3 separate regions of the Mus musculus genome follow, and regions 1 and 3 are each linked to region 2. Evidence: chromatin contacts called from public Hi-C and HiChIP or PLAC-seq data. All regions are on one chromosome and are shown on one strand. Each heading gives the region's core, a stretch centred on a gene start, on an enhancer-like site or on the middle of the called end of the contact. The rest is flanking DNA. Distances are from core to core; before and after follow the strand shown. Region 1 has its middle 5.3 kb from the start of Gm38930. Region 2 holds the start of Amn1 (antagonist of mitotic exit network 1). Region 3 overlaps Resf1 (retroelement silencing factor 1).

Region 1 (4,327 bases), core at 1,707-4,206, 170 kb before region 2:
GGAGCCCACCCCTTCCCATCTGGAAAACATACTTGAGAAAAAACATTTTCTGGAACAACCACAGAATGTTTCAACAGGCCAGATGTATTGCCAAACACAGGATATGACTCTTTGGTTGAGTAAACTTGTGGTTGTTAAACTTCCCCTATTCCCTCCCCATTCCCCCTCCCAGTTTGTGGTTTTTTCCTTTAAAAGCTTGTGAAAAATTTGAGTCGTCGTCGAGACTCCTCTACCCTGTGCAAAGGTGTATGAGTTTCGACCCCAGAGCTCTGGTCTGTGTGCTTTCATGTTGCTGCTTTAAAATTTTGGCTGACCGTCGAGACTCCTCTACCCTGTGCAAAGGTGTATGAGTTTCGACCCCAGAGCTCTGGTCTGTGTGCTTTCATGTTGCTGCTTTATTAAATCTTACCTTCTACATTTTATGTATGGTCTCAGTGTCTTCTTGGGTCCGCGGCTGTCCCGGGACTTGAGTGTCTGAGTGAGGGTCTCCCTTCGGGGGTCTTTCATTAGAACATGGTCAGAAGAATGATGCATGGTAAACAATGGCTTGGGGAACTGTGAGAGCCTCTAGGAAAAAAGGCTGAGGGACTTTTACCTCAGGTACATTGTGTTCCCTGGATTGTTCTTGGATGTGATTTCATGCTTCCTATGACAAACATTTACATTCAATTTATAACATATGTTTATTCTTATTGGATGTCACAACATAGCTATAGAATTCAATCTGGCCAGTTTAAGCTGAATCTACATATGGCCTTCTGCCTCACTTTTGACCTTTCTCAGACATAATCTATAATACATGCAACTGTGTTTAAATTGGTCTATCCTGAGAAAGTTCTGGAAAATTTTGATAATATTTAGTTTGTGCTTACTGACATTTATTTACATGTTTTTCTGAACTCAAACAACCTTCCTTGGATCGTTGCTTTCTTTGTTACGTTCATATACATATCACACACACTGAAACTGAAATAGGGTTGTCTAAAGCATTAAACTAGTCTGCCCACTTCTCAAAGGTTCTCAGATCCAAGTCCCACACACAAGATCTGCACAAGTCAACAAAAGTCAATAGCAGTTAACACTTTTGACCACTGAGCCATCTCTCCAGACACTTCCCTATTCTTTTTCAATTAAATATTGCTTTGGCAATTTTAGAATTATTTTTTTCTAGTTCTATAAGGCATTGTTTGTATTGACACTATAAATCCTATTAGGTCTTCATATTTGTGTGTGTGTGTATGTGTGAGTGTGTATATCTTCAATTCCTTTCATCAGGGTATTGAAAGACCCCCGAAGGGAGACCCTCACTCAAGCCTCAGGACAGCCGCGGACCCAAGAAGACACTGAGACCGAACTCAAAATGTAGAGGGCAAGATTTAATAAAGCAACAGCAAGAAAGCACATAGACCAGAGCTCTGGGGTCGAAACTCATACACCTAGTATGGTGTAGAGGAGAATCGACCTCGAGCCAAATTTTTTACAGGCTTATATAGGAAAAACTCAAGGGGGGAGAGCGGGGCAGGGAAAGTACAAGTTTGCATAACTAAGGGGTTCTGCCAAGGGAATTTTACGTAACTAAGGGGTCATGTCCTATTATTTGGCAATGTACCCGGTTCATTCTGAGGTTGTTCCAGGAGGCCCTTATCTCAAAAATGTTCTTGGAACAGTCTTTAGTTGGGAGGGTTCGAACTCTAGGGTGAGGAGTTCAGGAATGCATTCTGGGGTGAAGAGTTCAGGAGTGTTCTGGGAACAATCTCTAGATGGGAGGGGTCGGGCTCTGGGGTGAGGAAGAGTTCAGTAATTTTTTATCTTTATTCTTCAGTATACTTTGCATTGTAAAGGTTTTCAGTTTCCTGGTTAAATTTATCCTTTGAAATTTAATTTTTTTGTAGCTATTATGAATGGGTTTATTAAAATCTCTCAGCAATTAAATAATTAGTACATAAAAATATAACTACTCTAGCTGGGAGTGTATCTCAATTGGTATGCATGCATGTCTAGCATGTAGGAGGCCCTGAGTTCAGTCTCCAGCACTTCATAAACCAGTTATGCACCACTGTAATCGTAGCTCTTGTGGAATGGAAGCTGAAAAATCAGAAAGGTCATCTTCAGCTACAACCTATGCTAGAGATCCTGTTTTAGGGCCCGGGGGTGGGGGGTGGGGAGCCAGAAAGAGAAAGGTGTGAGAAACAAAACAATGATTTTTGGTATGTGGAATTTTTTGTATCTTGCAACTTTACTGAATCTTTTTGTCAATACTAATGGTCTTTTGATGAATTCCTTATAGTTTTCAATGTGTAGAATCATATTTAGGTCCAGGCATGATGGCACAGTTTTGTTTTGTTTTGTTTTTTTCCAAGACAGGGTTTCTCTGTGTAGTCCTGGCTGTCCTGGAGCTCACTTTGTAGACCAGGCTGGCCTCAAACTCAGAAATACGCCTGCCTCTGCCTCCGGAGTGCTGGGATTAAAGGCGTGTGCCACCACTCCCGGCAGGCACACATTTTTTAATCCCAGACATAAACAGGTGGATCTCTGTGAATTCAAGGCCAACTTGGTCTACAAAGCAAGTTTCAGGACAGCCAGAGCTTTTACATAAAGAAACCCTGACTCAACACACACATATACACACACACACAAACATACACACACATGCACACACAAACATACATACACATATACTCACACACACACAAACATACAAACATACATGCAGAGAGCCCTTTGGAGTGTTGACATTGGCCAAGGACAAGGAAATGGGCCAATGGTCTTGGCAGGAATTTGACACTAGAGCATGACAAAGAAGTAAGCTTAGAAAAAAAAAAAAAGAAGTAAGCTTAGGCAGGAACCTGACATTGGCCAAGGACAAGGAAGTAAGAATCTGGCTTTAGGGTAGAACAAGGAAGTAGGCTCAGATATCTTGATCATCCTTAGAAACAGCTATCACTGGAGTGGTCATGGGGCTTTGTGTTTATTGTCTAGCTTGTCCCTGACTATTGTCTTGCTAGTTCCTCATTGTACTACTCACCCTAAATACTTGCATGTAATTAAAATGGTATTAAAAAGTGGATTGGGGGGCTGGAGAGATGGCTCAGTGGGTAAGAGAACTGACTGTTCTAAAGGTCATGAGTTCAAATCCCAGCAACCACATGGTGGCTCACAACCATCCTTAATAAGATCTGATGCCCTCTTCTGGTGTGTCTGAAGACAGCTATAGTTACTTAGACATAATAATAAAATAAGTCTTTAAAAAAAAAGTGGATTGGGAAAATTAAATTTGCCTTCAGTCTCAGAATTGACTGGGGTCATGCTACAATGTTGTCTGTCATATTTCTTTTTAATCCTCACTCCTGGGCTGGAGAACCTGTTGACTGACGAGCGAGCTTGGTCATTTACACATACATACACACACACACACACACACACACACACAAACATACACATACTCTCACACACACATACATACATATACTCACAAACACACAAATACATACAAACACACACAAATACACAAATAAGAATCAAGAATCATATTTATAAACAAGGAAATCTGACTTCCTTTCTCCCTATTTCTGTACCTTTTATTTCTTTGACCTGAATGCTTCCTCTGGCTAAAATTTGCAGTACTGTAATGAGTGAAAGCAGTGAGATTTAATCCAGATGTTAAAGGAAAGCCCATAGTTTAAAATCCTCTATTATTTTACATTTTAAGAAACAGCTTACTCGAGGAATCGTTCTTCTCCATGGGATTTAGGTAAATTCCATCAATCATGAAAACATCCCCCCCTATTATTGTAGGACCCCAGGAAGGAGCCCCCCCACTCAAGTCTTTGGTTACCCAAAGAAACACGAGAGACCTTTTTGTTGCAAAAGCACGAGGTAGCTTTAATGGCGGAGCTCCTGGTCGATACATATCTCATGCAGGAGACAGAGGAATTGACCCTGAGACTCAAAAACTCGGGGTTTTAATAGGGTAGGGTTTAGGGGCTAGGAAGAATTGGCGTGGTTACATATGATTGGCCCATTCAAACATCAGCAACATGATTATGAGTCAGCAGAGTAGTACGTGCAGGCCTGGGCATATAAGGATTCTAAAGTGTGTGTGTTGGGGGGTGTCTTATCTGAGTTGACAATGCATCTGGTTAATGTTTCAGCTTTTAACTATGCTCTCTATAGAAAGGGGGGTGAGCAGGAGGCACCGGCCTGCCAGGTGGTCAATGAGTCAGGCAAGATAGTCAGAACCAGTTCCTGTATTCCTTCCCTTATCGTTATGACCAAGTGACCTAGCTTCAAGACAAACTCAGGCAGGCCCGGGCTTGTTTTCTTTGCA
Region 2 (4,540 bases), core at 525-3,024:
GTTTTGGTTTTGTTACTATTGTTTTTGGGTTTTTTGTTTTTTTGTTTTTTGTTTTGTTTTGTTTTGTTTTGGAAACAGGGTTTTTCTGTGTAGCCTTGGCTATCTTGGAATTCACTCTGTAGATCAGTCTGGCCTCAAACTCAGAAATCCACCTGTCTCTGCCTTCCAAGTGCTGGGATTAAAGGCATGCACCACCACTGCCCGGCTTGGTTTTGTTTTAAAAGGTTGCTCTGTCTTGTCCTTCCCTGTCCTGCCCTGCCCTGCCCTGTCCCACTGACAGTTTGAATTCTGAACCCAGCTGTTTCCCTGATATACTAGTTTTATGAATAAATTGTGTTGCCTGGAACTTGGTTTTCATAGTGAATTATTCCCAAATTCTCAGACCTTAACATTCTGATCTGAAAAACAGGCCAAAGAATTTCAATTTAGAAGGATTATAATGAATATGACCTGTTGGGGTCCATGAATAGCCACACGCTGACCACTTGGACACTAATCTCAGATATGATGAAAGTTTATTGACTACTTAATTCAGGCTTATCGATTAGGGACATAGAAAGGACTTGGGAACCAGACTGTGCTACCTAGGGCAGACTGGTTATAGGAAAACCAAGTGCAGAAGACATTGTAAAGCCCCAGAGTATCATTACCTGCCGGGAGACACACACCCCCGCCCCCCCATCCGAAGTGAAATGAGACTCTCAGATCCATGCAAAAGCAAGAGGTTTATTTTTCTGGTCCGCTGGGATCGACCTTCAGCGGTCTCTCAGGCAAGAGACCAAGAGACCGGAGGCGACCCTACATACAAGCACCTTTTATACATTTTTAAGCCTATTACAGTAACAACACCTAAGCCCTTGGTGATAAGTTGTTAGGCTGACCTTTTGGCTGATTGGCTGGGCCAATATCAGATCATCCTGGGAGAGTAACTTCGTTCCCCAGAGGGCCCAGGTGGCCTTCAGCCAGGACGTTGTATGATTTTTCTGAGAAGTGTTTTGTCAGTCATTTCTGCGAAATCGTCCTGGGGTCGGGAGCGAGAAATTCTCCCTTGAGGCCTAATACCCTCTCCTGGAGCCATCTCAGGGTTCGATCAGAGTCGCTTAGTCTTATCAGTATTATGAGCTGCCCTCTAAGCTGACTGGTACTAAGTGAGATGGGTAAGGTGGTAGTTAGGGGTTTCCAGAGTATTGAGCTAACAGAGCATGAGTATTATGGAGAACGTTATGTCAGCTACGAATAATTACTTCTAGGAAGCACAATCTGAGAACCTGTACTTAATTTCACCTTATGAGCAATATGGAGACTAAAATCAAAATAGCTAGTCATGTTAAACGGAACAGGCCTTAATATGTCCCATTCCTGGAATGACCCAGGACTGCATGGTTCAGCTCTTGCTTCAGGCGCACTCTGTGGAGATGACTACTGCAGTCCTGTAAACCCCGTGTTTGAAGTCGGTGTCTGTATCTGACTAGAGACTTGGTTTGCTTCATGGGACCTGGCATCGCACCAGCAAAAGCAGTGACCTGCCATTAGCCTTTGCCTGGACAGCGACTTCTGGCGACTCTTGGGCAGGAGAAGCAGTAACTGGCAATAGCGGGCAGGAAGAACTACAAGTCCCAGGGGGCTTTGCTCCCGCTTTGGATGCCTCTACATTTTGTGCCAGTTAGTTCTGAGCAGCCCTCAGTTCTGCCCAGAGAGAGCGCTGAACTTCCTCTTCCGCTCCTAATGTGGCCACGCCCCAGGTCCAACTCTGTGACGTCATTTAGGTTTACCAGTCCTGCGCGACCGGAAGTTGGTTGTGGAGGGCCGCAACTGCCGTCCAGGCTTAAGAGGGCTTCCGCGATGCCTTTGTCCGGAGTAGTCAGTCAGCTCCTGGAACTGTGAGTCCGCCCCAGCTCCCAGTCCCTTCCCTCACGTCCTGCTGGCTCCTAGTCCTTGTCCCGGCTTTGTGTCTGGTCTCTGAGGACTGTGGTGCACCGTGGGGCTGGCGGCTCCACCCGATGGCCTGTCTCAGGTGGGCGTTGAGGGTGAAGGCAGAACAAAAGAAACCTGGAGCCAGGCTGGACCAACAAACCTCCACTAATACCGGCGTGACTCGCTAGCTTTGGGACCATGAACAGTAACAATCTCTCCCGATTGTACAGGAGAGCTTTCTAAAATTCGGATAACAGTAGGGCGTGGCAGTTCACGCCTATAATCCCAGCTATCCGGAAACTGAAACAGGATTGCCACAAATTCGAAGCTAACGGGGTAATGTTGTAATACACACGCATACCCAAGCAAATCGCGTATTAGTACCTGTCTCAAGGAGTCTTTGTAAGAATCAGCTTAACATATGTAAAGCCCTTAATCCAAACACTTCTTGAGAATTCAAGTTGAAGTTCAAGGCTCTTCAGCCATATAGTGAGTTAGAGGCAGGCTTTAGTATTACTTGTTATTTCTATTTTTAGAAAGAAAAACTATTAACAGAAAAGCAGGAATGGTTTAACAATTGGAAACTACAAAGACTACATTGGTTCCGTTGTTGACTTAACAGTACATAAACAAATGTTATTTCTTGCCTAAGTTCCAGCTTTTTCTTCTGTATTGTTTTGTTGCTATTTATTTTTCCTTGAGACAGTCTCATGTAGCCTATGCTGGCCTAGAACACATTGTGTGTGTAGCCAAGGATAACTTTAAACTTCTGATCCTTCTTCATTCATTTCCTGAATGTTGAGATTACAGACACACACTATATTATTCCCAGTTTACCTCAGCCTCCTGAGCCCGAGGCAAGCATAATGCCAACTCAGTTATATCCCCAACCCTTTTGTTTTGAGACAGAATCTTATGTAGCACAGGCTGGCCTCAGACCCACAATGTCAGGCTAACCTTGAACTCTTGAGTCTTCTGCCCCAGCCTTCCAAATGCTGAGATTATAGACTTGAGTTATCAGCACCAGCTTTGGCTTTGGCTTTTTGAGGACAGGGTCTCATGTAGCATAACAGGCTAGAAATTCATTGTGTGGCAAAGGATGTCCCTGAACTTCAAGATCCTTCTTGCTTGTACCCATAGAGTTCTGGGATTGCAAGTATGCCACAATTGTTTGTGTAGATAGAACTTAAAGCTGACTTACCAGAAAGCAATTTGACAATATTGTTACCATACCACAGAACAATATGGATGCTTTTCTAAAGGGAAATAACTAAATGAGATGTCCAATGTGAAGCTTATAGCCATTACAAAGGGTGAGAATACTGAAATGCTTTTAAGGTTTTCACAAGAGATTGTTGAATGAAAAGGACAGTAGGTACTGAGAAGTAACTATTACCGGAATGCTGTTTTAGGAAACTGACACCTCCCTTCTCAATACCCTTCAATACCTTTATTATATGTTTGTGTGGGGATGTGTATGCAAGCACAAGGGAAGAAAGAATGTGTGTGTGTTTGTAAACAGAATTTGTGGTTGCTTGACACAGGTATGAGTTTCTCAGATGGCCAGAATTTGAAGCCCTAAAACATGTTGGTTACATTGCTTTAAAAGAGGCTAAAGAAGACTCTACCTATTCTGGTATATTGGCTGGTTTTGTGTGTCAACTTAACACAAGCTGGAGTTACCACAAATAAAGTTCCTCAGTTGAGGAATTGCCTCTATGAGATCCAGCTATAAGGCATTTTCTCAATTAGTAATCAAGGGAGAGGGCCCAGCCCATTGAGTGGTGCCATCTCTCTAGGCTGGTGGTCTTGGGGTCTATATGAAGGCAAGCTAAGCAAGCCAGGGGAAGCAGTCAAGTAAAGTGGCACTCCTCTATAGCCTCTGCATCAGCTCTTGCATCCAGGTTCCTATGTGAGTTCTAGTCTTGACTTTCTTTGGTGATGAACAGCAATGTCGAAGTGTAAGCAGAATAAACCCTTTCCTCCCCACTGTGCTTCTTGGTCGTGATGTTTCATTGCAGCAGTAGAAACCCTGACTAAGACACCTACCTGGCTTGTTAGGTTTTGTGGTGCTAAGTATCAAGTCCAGGGCCTTACAGATACTAGAACTACTAAACTACATTCCTAGCCACCACTTTGGTTAAGTGGCATCTTTGTGTCTAGGAACCAAACAAACACAAGATTAGCAAGAAAAACAAAACAAAAACCAAGTTTTCATTAATTTCTGCTTATACTTTGGAACTTTTAAAAAAGTGTTGTTTTTTTTTGTTTTTGTTTTTGTTTTTGTATTTTTCAGAGAAACGGCCAAACTAGAAAGCCTTAACATTTCTGACAAAGAGCAATAATATGTGAAGGAATGGCAGGACAGGGCTGGGTAGTAAATTCTAGAGCTGACAGTGAAAGCTGTAAGGAGGATTATGAAGTTTGTATGACCCAAGGCAACCACACTGCCCAGGCTCTTGGATTAAGGTTGTTTCTGAACAGTATTCAAGGAAGTTTAGAGGAATTTCTGTGGTTTACTAGTGCAGGAAAGAATAAGTCAGAGAGCCCTTCCTGCAAGCTGCATTTATCCTGAACTAATCAGTGTGCCAGAATGAAGTCCTGATTAAATTGTCCTCAGTGCTTC
Region 3 (4,115 bases), core at 1,394-3,893, 140 kb before region 2:
CAAACTCTTAACATGAACTTCATTTGTGGGATTGGCACTGCCCACTACGGTTGTACTGATTCTTGATGTGTTACACTGTTTTTCTTCTAAAGGTTTTGGAACATTTTCTTCTGTGGTTTTTGAAGGTTGGTTTTTCCAAAGAGAAAGACATGTTGCTAGCAATTCCATGGAACAGTCATTGCCATTTTTAGCAGACATTTCTTTTGCTGAAAATTCAGAATGCTGAATTGGTTCAGTATAAGAAGTATTAGCTGTTTTACTACAACCAGCTGCCATCAAAAGACTTTTATTAATTTTAATTTTTCTTGCAAGTTCTGAAAACTTCTTTTTGATTTCTACTAGAGATTTAATATCCCTCACCAGCTTTTCTTTTGTGGCATTTGTATCTATTACTTGATTTGTATTAGGATTGTAGGTATATTTTCTTTTTTCTTGATTATTTTGAACAAGTGCCTGAACACCATCCCCAGAAGGTCTAACAGATTCACTGTAAGGCTGCTTGATATTTATTTTCACCTCAGAGAATTGTCCAATGCTGACTTTCTCATTAGGGTTCTGCCACTGCTGCTTAAAGCCTCTGTAAGTATCTTTCTTTTTTTCAGATGAGTGCACTTCTGAACTCTGAGGAACTTCCATAGGCAAGTGTTTAGAAACAGGCTGAGCATTCTGCACATGTTGGTTTTCATATCTACAGCTGTAAGGAAGGGCAGAGAGTCTTTTGCTGGCTTCTGCAGCATACTGATGTGATGACAAAGGTACAGAATGCTTTGACTGTAAGCTCTGTGTATAAGTTGGGAGCTGATTATTTTTAACTTGTAATGATGTAGTAGCTGGCAGTATGTAGGAGTATTGCTTTGGAGGTGGCCTGTATTCAGGATAAGAAAGTTCGTTGGATGTATACTGTGTCCAGTCAACCAACTGATCTGGTATGAAGTGATTAAGTCCCTGACTTCCTTGATGTGTCATAGGTACTTTTCCAGAATGTAAAGGAGCCATTTGTAGTTGCATAGAATAGGTATCTGATGTGACAAGCTGATTCTGTGGTGGATGCATGTAAGGCATATTAGTCCCTCCGTCGGGATTATGAGATATGGTTGCTTCTGTATGGGAAGGCAACCAGACATTCTGCATAATTCCTGAAGACACTGTTTGCAAATTGTGGTTTGGTTGTTGTGGTCCTTTACCATTTGTAGATACAACTCTTTCCATTGAAGACTGTGAGGCCACAATTGTTCTGGTAGGCATATTAGAAACAGAGATCTGAGTCTGAGGAGTTATATAATTTCTGCCGCTCAGAAGTGGCTGTGAAACTGAATTTGAATTCCCAGAATACATGCATGCTTCTTGGTTATGGAGAGAATAGTTGAAAGAAGTTTGAGATGCTTCTTGGTTATGGGGAGAATAGTTGAAAGAACTTTGAGATGTTGTAGAAGTCATTAAAAAATGCTGCAAGATAGATGACTGGGTTTTAGAATATGGTGGGGGTTTGGGAACATTCTCTTGTTTTGTATTCCAATTCATAGTTGATCTGACTTAGCAGTATTGTAAAGTCTGTGGTTTTGAATGTCATAAATCTGCAAGAAATACAAATAAAGATCTTTTATTAAAAACTTTTCTCTCAACCTCCCTTTGAGACAGCCTTTCTGGCCTAGAACTTCTTCTGTAGACCAGATTGGCTTCAAACTTATAATAATCACACTGCCTAGACAAAATTTGGAAAAAAAAATTAGAAACAAACCATGTCTATGGTAACTAAAGAAGGACCTCAAATTAATAAGCTGTACACTTAATCTGGAAAGAGAATTAGTATAGCAAGCTGCAACAATAATTGAGAAAAATGTCAAGATCAATGATAAAGAACCACTCTGAAGAAAGATGCTATCACCCCGTTACATTTAAGTGGTACTTTTCTACTTTTATTATTTTTGAGGTGTAGGTGATGGACTAGAGTCTCAGGCATGCTAAGCATTCGCTCTAACACTAACTAGGTATGTTAACCTGTTTCCACTTATTTTGATAATTTCTTTAGTCCATGCAATCCATGCTAGTTGTAAAGCAAAGCTTACATAAAAATTTCTTACTGAACATCCCCAACACATAATTATATTGAAGTACACAATACTATCTTCTCATAAAATTTCTAAGCATAAACAAAAATTAATAAATAAAACTTCCCACCTTACTCTCAGCTACTGAAGAAGCTAAACAAGACTGTGAAAATGTCTGGACAATGTGGAGAGACCCTATCTGAAAAACAAAAAAACCAAAAAATCAAAAAACAAATCAAACAAAATCTAACCCCCCCCCTCCCCCACCTCAAGACAGGGTTTCTTTGTGTAGCCCTGGCTGTCCTGGAACTCACTCTGTAGACCAGGCTGGCCTTGAACTCAGAAATCGGGCTGCCTCTGCCTCCCAAGTGCTGGGATTAAAGGCGTGCGCCACCGCCGCCCAGCCAAAAACATCTTTTAAGACAAATGGAATCGTACCAAACTCAATCTACTGTTTGTATTTCATTATCATACACAGGCAGGTTATTTTACTTCACTAAAAATGTTATCTACTTACATAACATTCTACTTGTGGCTATATCACTCCTGACATACCAAGAAGTGTACTTGAGCCAGCACTGGTTGTACATGTCTATAATTAAGCTGAAGCAGGCAGACAGTAAGTTTAAGGAAGCTTACCTGGGCAACTCAGTGGACCCCCCCAATCTCAAAGTAAAAAGTTAAAACTATGGGGGTCCAGATGGTCTGCAGTTTCTTTCTTAAGCACAAACTCTGACTAAAGTGTGACTACATGACTTCAGAACACTGCAGGCATGAGATGATGTCTAAGTAGAAACGTCCTCTAGCACAAACAAGACCACAAGACTAGAGAAGTACGGAAGAGGAACTCAGAGAACAGGGCAAAGAAGCCTTACATTCAATTCTATCTTTAGTAGATAGCTAAACTGCTGCAGGAACAGCTGTGGAAAAAGAAAACTTAATCATTCTTGAAGTGAAGCCAGAGGTCTGTCTAGCACTGCCACGCTTCCAGGACCCTATGCTGTCTGGGGCTGTACTAGCCTAGTCATAAAGACAAAAAAAAAAAAAAAAAAAAGAAAAACATATTTGATTCCTAGTACAAAACTACATCACTTGCAATGCACTGGCTGACAGGGGCATCTTCTTTTCCTTTCGTCAAGACCTTCTTTTGCTTACATCTGAGTGTACACTACTGAGATAAGAGGAAGAACCCACCCAGGAGGCAGTCAGCACCAAAAGGATAGAACTTTCAACCCCACCCATAGCTTTAGAAACAGCAGCAGAGCTTAACTCTGCAAACACCACTATTGAGTGAGATGTGATACAAGGTAGTATTGAGAGGGTAGTGTGTTCTGACTAGAAATGAAAACCCCACCTAAGCCATTAAAAAAAAAAAAAAAAAGGCTTGTCATAGCCACCTCATCCTTCAGTTTTATTGAGTATAAAAAGAAAGGACCGTCATAAGACACCCCTTAATTTTACAATTGTCATTAGAAATGCAAGACTTCCAGGAATGGGATCTGGGACTGTCTTGTGGAACTGAGCCGTTTAACTAGTAGAATTTGATGATACAGGATTGGATGGGAGAGCAGGATACCCAGAATGTATACACACACACACACACACACACACACACAAACCCCAAAACCTAGAGAATGAGTTGGCAGGAAGAAAACTTCCTGTTGTCACAAGTGTTATATGAATATGAGAAAACAGCATTAAAACCATGTGGATTATGTGAAGACACGCTAGAGTTGCTGGCAAACCAAAGGAACCTACAAGGAGCATACCCTGAAGATAAACTTTAAGATACACAAAAATTCTGGACTTCAAGGCTGCTGAATCAAGAACGTTGGCTGAACATTTTGCTATGTTGTATGTGTGTGTATTTGTGTGTGTGTATACATAGTACAAAATGTTATCAGTACTTTACCACTGTTCCAGTTCTGGACAAAGCTCCCCAAATACCAACAGATTTGAGACTGGGTCTCACTATTTTGTCTTATCTGACTATTAACTTGAGGTGATCCTCCTGCCTCTCTACTTCTCAAGTGCTGTAATTACAAAGCATGTTCAACCATGACCAAC

The links. Hi-C and Micro-C count contacts between places; a contact is called where the count stands out from the background. HiChIP or PLAC-seq counts read pairs in DNA pulled down with a chosen protein or histone mark.
Region 1: a Hi-C map of conventional dendritic cells shows a contact between it and region 2, with 2.8 times the contacts expected there. The contact joins the enhancer-like site here to the promoter of Amn1 in region 2. A contact is called at or near these places in 9 of 39 promoter capture datasets (the C10 cell line, the HPC-7 cell line, embryonic stem cells and 4 more), 1 of 15 datasets of contacts at CTCF or cohesin (CD8 T cells), 24 of 484 Hi-C or Micro-C datasets (B cells, CD4 T cells, the G1E-ER4 cell line and 14 more), 12 of 115 datasets of contacts at active chromatin or transcription factors (the 230-238 cell line, CD8 T cells, T-cell acute lymphoblastic leukemia and 6 more) and 5 of 9 other capture datasets (adipose tissue, embryonic stem cells, liver and 2 more).
Region 3: a contact with region 2 is called in an H3K4me3 HiChIP or PLAC-seq map of bone marrow-derived macrophages, with 5 times the contacts expected there. The contact joins the enhancer-like site here to the promoter of Amn1 in region 2. A contact is called at or near these places in 22 of 39 promoter capture datasets (the 3T3-L1 cell line, 3T3-L1-derived adipocytes, the C10 cell line and 15 more), 67 of 484 Hi-C or Micro-C datasets (the 3T3-L1 cell line, the AML12 cell line, B cells and 47 more), 27 of 115 datasets of contacts at active chromatin or transcription factors (the 230-238 cell line, CD8 T cells, DN3 thymocytes and 16 more) and 4 of 9 other capture datasets (adipose tissue, bone marrow-derived macrophages, liver and 1 more).

The regions. Positions count from the first base shown.
Region 1 is chr6:149,355,875-149,360,201 of GRCm38.p6, reverse strand. No RefSeq gene overlaps it. Among named protein-coding and RNA genes, the nearest start is that of Gm38930, 5.3 kb to the right of the region's middle. Within about 2 kb of position 2,956, at least 23 of the 459 cell types and tissues checked have an H3K27ac peak or open chromatin away from gene starts, as enhancers often do. A contact at or near this core is called in the G1E-ER4 cell line, bone marrow-derived macrophages, conventional dendritic cells and 2 more, where this site is marked.
Region 2 is chr6:149,185,946-149,190,485 of GRCm38.p6, reverse strand. Amn1 (antagonist of mitotic exit network 1) reads left to right here and starts at 1,774. Exons shown (of 7, transcript NM_001113424.1): 1 at 1,774-1,880. The coding sequence starts at 1,843.
Region 3 is chr6:149,322,864-149,326,978 of GRCm38.p6, reverse strand. It overlaps Resf1 (retroelement silencing factor 1), which reads right to left. Exons shown (of 5, transcript NM_026054.3): 3 at 1-1,574. The coding sequence starts at 1,521. Among named protein-coding and RNA genes, the nearest start is that of Resf1, 16 kb to the right of the region's middle. Within about 2 kb of position 2,643, at least 29 of the 459 cell types and tissues checked have an H3K27ac peak or open chromatin away from gene starts, as enhancers often do. A contact at or near this core is called in CD8 T cells, bone marrow-derived macrophages, memory CD8 T cells and 3 more, where this site is marked.